2 separate regions of the Mus musculus genome follow, and region 1 is linked to region 2. A link is a contact called in public Hi-C data. All regions are on one chromosome and are shown on one strand. Each heading gives the region's core, a stretch centred on a gene start, on an enhancer-like site or on the middle of the called end of the contact. The rest is flanking DNA. Distances are from core to core; before and after follow the strand shown.

Region 1 (2,725 bases), core at 189-2,688, 430 kb before region 2:
ACAGAATCACAGAACTACCACCTGGGTAGAAAGGGTATGCAGGCTCCCATAGGTGCATCCTGATTGCCTATGTCCATGGTGCTGAATATCCGAGATTGGGGAGAGCCTCCTCTGGCATGCCCCTGTTTCTTTGATTGAAGCGTGTGATTGTGACCCGAGTTGGTCCACGTGGCTGCTTTTTATAGGAATGGATCGGTACAGTTAGACAAGAGGGGTGAGGAGGCAGGAGAGACCAGGACCAGGCTGAGGGAGTTGGAACAGGAGACCTGAGTGTCAGGCCAGTCTCATGTGCAGAGAGAGGATAAGGATATCTGCCTTGCAGGATGGTGGTGAGACCGTGAGATAGTAGATATGAAGGTCTGTGGCTGGCACTCGGGGGCAGGGGCTGATAATGTTGCTCCCCTTTGTCCAGTTCACAGATGGCGTAGCCAGACTCAACCGTAGCAGGAATTGAGCACTACTCCCGACTTCAGGGACACACAAAGGATGCACACACAGCTCTTGCCTCAGGGAAGCCTGCTTTGTGGAGTTTCCAGAGGCCCCACACTCCTGTTTAGGAATTGTTTGTTTGTTTGGTGTTTTTTTTTGTTTTGTTTTTTGTTTTTTTTTTTACCTGCTGCCTGCTCCCATCTTCTGGAGAAACCACAACAATACCTTTAACCAGGGCCCTGAACTTATAAAAGAGTCCCAGGCCCTGGGGCTGGTAGTGTTGGGCCTGATGGGAAAAACCCAGTTTCTGACCAAGATGAAGGATGTCTGCCTTCTCTGACTGGGGAAGCAGAGCCCCTGCCTTGGAGGAAACCCCAGTCTGGCAAAGGAGATGTAGGGGAACACTAGTGTGTTCTCGGGCAGCACTAGATAATGGAGAAGGGTTTGCATAATCAAATCCCAGCTGGATGGAGGACAGAAGGTTCTCTGTGAAAATTTCTGTCTGTAGAAAGTAGCTTGGTGTCATGAAGAAGACTTCTCTAATGGGAAGACCAGAATGCCCCCAGGGAACCCACACATTGCAGGGGGTGACAGATCCTTTGTCATCGAGAAAGCCTGTATGAGCAGAGGATACCTCTTCTGGTCTTTTTTGTCATAAGGAGACAGGGTGACTTTCTGGGGACACCTGCTACCTCTGCAGGAAGGCAGGGCAGGCAAAGGTACAAGAAATGCAGAAACCCTGAAAGAGGTCCTGAGGCTCTGTCTTCTTAGTTTAGCCATGAAGGCATCAGCTGAAGTCCATCGGAGCAGAATCCAGGGACGCTGGGTGTGCCAGGCTGGGCAAGTCAGGACTGTCCAGCGACTTTTCCCCAAGAGCCTGGAAAACTCCACTTCAGTACCATGGCCAACGGACGCTCGCTCGGACAGCCACTCCCTCTCTCTGTGTTTGGTCCTTCAGGCAGCCTGAATTTGCAGGGCAGATGGGGCGGTCGCCAGAGCTCGGTTGCGCATCTCTCTGCGAGTGTCTGTCTCCCCCATGCGTCCGCAGCTCCTCACCAGAGGCGAAGGGACTGAGTAGCCTCGGCTCCCTTGAGTGGCTGGGTACCCACGGTTTCCCTCCGAGGGGGATTTCTGCTCTCACTGCCTCCTCTGGTTCAGGGTCAGGAAGCTGATCAGAGCTTCCTCTTGGGTGGGGTCAGAGGGAAAAGGACAGGTCTCTGAAAGGTGTGCATGATGAGTATATGGCAGGGATTGGGCCATCTTACTATTTATGTCTTTGGAAGACACTCAAGGCCAAGCAGGAAAGGGACACCCTTTGTGCTCCAGCTGTCCCGCTCACGTCCTGGACTAGCCAGGGCTGGGTCTGAACACCCTGTACCTGCAGTGGCTCTCAGGCACCCATCCTACCCCAGCTTAAACTCGGGCGATCAGGGGCCAGGTGATATAGCCTACTCTCCTTCATCTTCAACCGCTTAGTCTGGAGCCTTAACATCTCCCACAAAAGACCTGCTCAGGGCCCCTGATGCTTTGCACCGGGGCCCTAACAGAATTAGCTGAGTTCTGGTGCTGCTTCTCACATCCCAGCCTCCCCAAAGAAAGGGAAAGAAATGAAGGATCTGGACACAGAGCCATACCCCACCCCCACCTCCATCCTCATAAAAGATAAATATGAAATCAGCAAAAAAAAGGGGGGGGGAGGGAGGCCAAATACAAAGTAGTAAAATCATCCAATTAATAATTATTCTGATGGACTCATCAGAATTCACAGCTGGGCCAAGAAAAAGGTGGCCGGAAGGGGTCACGTAGGACAGACACGGGGGTCTCCTCCTTGTCACTCACCCTCAGGTGAGAGGGAAAACACCTCCTGCCAACTTCTCGTTTTCTTGCTCCATTCTTTTTTTTTTTTTTTTTTTTTTTTATGGGGCATCCTGAGTGTAAAAAATATGACTTGTCTTTATGGTGCTCCAACAGGAATGAAGCTATAAAATTATGAACAGTTTTTATGATGGCTATTCGGGGGATGCTTTTATATTGATGGTATACAGCCCGAATCTGTCTTTTTTTTTTTTTTTTTTTTTTTGCATTCTGCCCCCTTCTCTGGGTGGGGAGGGGGGGTAAGTCTGTGTAACTATTTTTCATGCATTTAATATATTAATTATCCGGTAAATACTCCCCAGGCTGTGCTCGGGACATTGGAGACTGACAGGTTCTCAGTGAGCCTCCGAAGGCAGCGCATCAGCCTGCAGTGTATTATGTTGGCGAGGTCAGGGTGGGGTTAATGTAACTTTTTATTTGC
Region 2 (2,781 bases), core at 15-2,514:
AAAGTATGTGTAAGCATGACAATCAGTTGCTAAATGGAGATGCTTCAAGAGAACTGAATTGATTTGTTCAATCTAACTCCATAATGAATATGAATATTCTTTGATGCATCTCAGCAGAATGTACTCATAAATAATATCACAAGGTATTTCTGAAGGACCAATCAGGAGAGCCTGCTAGGAAGGACCAAGCTAAAGGATGCCTCCAGGATTTGTCTGACACATTACTGGCATATTGACCTGAAGCAAATTCAGAGTGAGATGATGAGACCTGCTCTTTGGAAAACTATTCAAAACTCTCGCTGAAGAACACCACCTGCAATGTTGCAGGAGGAAGAGAGCAACGTGAGCTTGAGATCTGAGGCTCACTGCAAGTCCTGTTTATACAAGGATGCTTTGCAAGGTGAGGATACTGCTCACACAGACTAAAGAGACTGACACTCCAGGGTTTTACTCTTGGTAATGAGGACAATAGGACAGGAAGTTCATCATTTAATAGTATTGGAAAACAGGAGGCAGAATGAGAGAGGAAACCATTGATACCATGGATGAAACAAATGAAGCACATTTCAAGCAAGTCTTACACATGGTGCTCACTAGAAACAGGGATTCTGAGCTGTGTTAACTCAGAAATGCTATTATCCTGACTTCTAGGATCACCAAGTATATTTATGCAATGAGCAAGTTTGTGAGGCACCTTTTCCATCTGCCTATTATTAGACAGGAAAGAGGCAATGGGTTCCAGATAATATTTGAAGGAACTCCTTCTAAATAAGCTAACAGAATATGATTGTGGCAAACACGGGGTTAAATATATTTTTCACTTGACAGAACCCCATGGGAAATATATACAAGATTCAGTTTCCCCTCTATCTCTATGCTCATGGGCCAGAACAGTTAAGGTTGGCAGATCTGAACCAAGCATCCCTCTGAGGGAAGACCAAGGCGGGCGCAGAAATACTTTTCCTCTTCCTCTTCCTCTTCCTCTTCCCTCCCCCCACCTCTCTCTCTCCTTCTTTCTCTCCCCCCCTTCTCTCCACATTTTAATAGAGCTATACGGCTATAATTTGTTTTAGTTACTAGTATTTTAAAAGGAGAGAAAATATGTAAGCCTATAAATATTGTCACTTCTACAGAGAGTTTGCCACCAACTTGTCACTGCCCTAACACTTTCTGGATTCTGTCCAATCAAAACTGCTGTCCTCTCAAACTTGCATGTGACCTTGCTTGGCTGAGGAAGCAGAAGAAACGCAAAACACACACTGAAATGCCCCTCGCACTGTATTGGCTTGGGAACTTCTTCACACAGCTCAAAGTAACAAAACTTAATACACCTTTCCAACACTAATCTTACAGGTATAAAATAAAATGACTTTTAAATCATGGGAACACTTTAACACTTTTAAATTTAAAACAGTTAACAAAATGATGAAACATGAGATCAGCTATTTCTGGAATTTACTCCTCTAAAAGGAGAAGCAAATTAGAGCAACTAATACTGTGAATGTTTTGCCAGGCTAAGAATAATCTTAAGGGTTTCTCCTCTGAAAGCCCCAAATGTAATGAGAACTCGGAAAGATGTTGCCAGCAACGCTGAACATAGCCTGTCAACACACTCCCTCTCACGCAGAGCTCAATGGGGTCTCTGCCATACTGACACTTTTCACGTACTTTTGGAACAGCTGAAGACATGTTTTCTGAACAGAAAGGGTAAGTCAGTATGTCCAAGGGGAAGCTGAGGATTTCCTCGTTGACTGTAGTATGATATTTTTCCATGTTTCACTATGCTAAGTTGTTTTTTTTTGGGGGGGGAGGGGAGAGGATGTGCTTTTAATTGGAAAAGAAACTAAATATACGGTACCTGTTTAGCGTGGGGATGTTCCCTCTGTAATTAAACAACCACAGTTAGTTACTGATAGGTTAGTGAAAGCCATAATAAAAGAATTGTCAGAGTAGATACAGACCAGTCACCAGGAGCTCCAGTTTTGCAGCTCTGGCACCAGCAGACATAATTAAGTGCTCATTACCCTTCAACCCCCAGGGTACCTCCAAAGAGGCTTCTTCCTGACCTACCTCACCACAGCGGCTGTTGAGGAAAGGGTCCAGATGTATCACCAGGGATTTTTTAAACGTAAGTCTCATTACAAAATAATAATAATAATAATAATAATAATAATAATAATGTGGAGTAGGGGTAAAACACAGACTGGTTAAAAAGTCAAGCTTTAGTATATGGCACATTATCTTTAATCTGAAACATGAAATATGACCCCTGACACAAAATGTCTACAGTATTCCTTGCTCCTATTACAAATCAGAAGTTGGTTCCATAGCTCCTCCTGCCTTATTGTTTTTCTGGAATATGTAATAAAAATAAGGAAATGAATCCAGTGATACAGGTACCCTGAAATTTAGCCCCACTTTTCCTCTCTGAAAGGCAGCACATATCCTAGGGCACAAGAGCTTAAGGGCCCTGAAAATCCTAAGGAATCTACATTATACTAGTAGTTTGGTATAACCTTGTTACAGTTGATATTCTTTAATTAAATGGTGTAAGATAATGTTTTAATTATTATTAGCTTGAAAACTCTAGGCCTTTCACTAATAAAATGGTACCTAACTTTGACTAGTTTTAGAATTTCCTCATAAAGAAGGTGTCAAACTCATGAAAGAAAGATTGAGCCCAGTGGTGGAGGTGTATGCACTCAGGAAGCAAAGGGAGGTCCATCTCTGAGTTTGAAGCCAGCCTGGTCTTCAGAGTTCAAAGACAGCTAAGGCTACACA

Evidence for each region. Hi-C and Micro-C count contacts between places; a contact is called where the count stands out from the background.
Region 1: a contact with region 2 is called in a Hi-C map of the N1E-115 cell line, with 2.9 times the contacts expected there. The contact joins two enhancer-like sites. A contact is called at or near these places in 1 of 39 promoter capture datasets (hippocampal neurons), 4 of 484 Hi-C or Micro-C datasets (the N1E-115 cell line, cerebral cortex, lens fibers and 1 more), 3 of 115 datasets of contacts at active chromatin or transcription factors (differentiating embryonic stem cells, embryonic basal ganglia and embryonic hindbrain) and 2 of 9 other capture datasets (adipose tissue and embryonic stem cells).

Annotation. Positions count from the first base shown.
Region 1 is chr11:84,722,959-84,725,683 of GRCm38.p6, reverse strand. No RefSeq gene overlaps it. Among named protein-coding and RNA genes, the nearest start is that of 1700109G15Rik, 3.9 kb to the right of the region's middle. Within about 2 kb of position 1,438, at least 34 of the 459 cell types and tissues checked have an H3K27ac peak or open chromatin away from gene starts, as enhancers often do. A contact at or near this core is called in the N1E-115 cell line, where this site is marked.
Region 2 is chr11:84,289,389-84,292,169 of GRCm38.p6, reverse strand. Acaca (acetyl-Coenzyme A carboxylase alpha) reads right to left here. Exons shown (of 54, transcript NM_133360.2): 28 at 1,859-1,882. Among named protein-coding and RNA genes, the nearest start is that of Acaca, 95 kb to the right of the region's middle. Within about 2 kb of position 1,264, at least 13 of the 459 cell types and tissues checked have an H3K27ac peak or open chromatin away from gene starts, as enhancers often do. A contact at or near this core is called in the N1E-115 cell line, where this site is marked.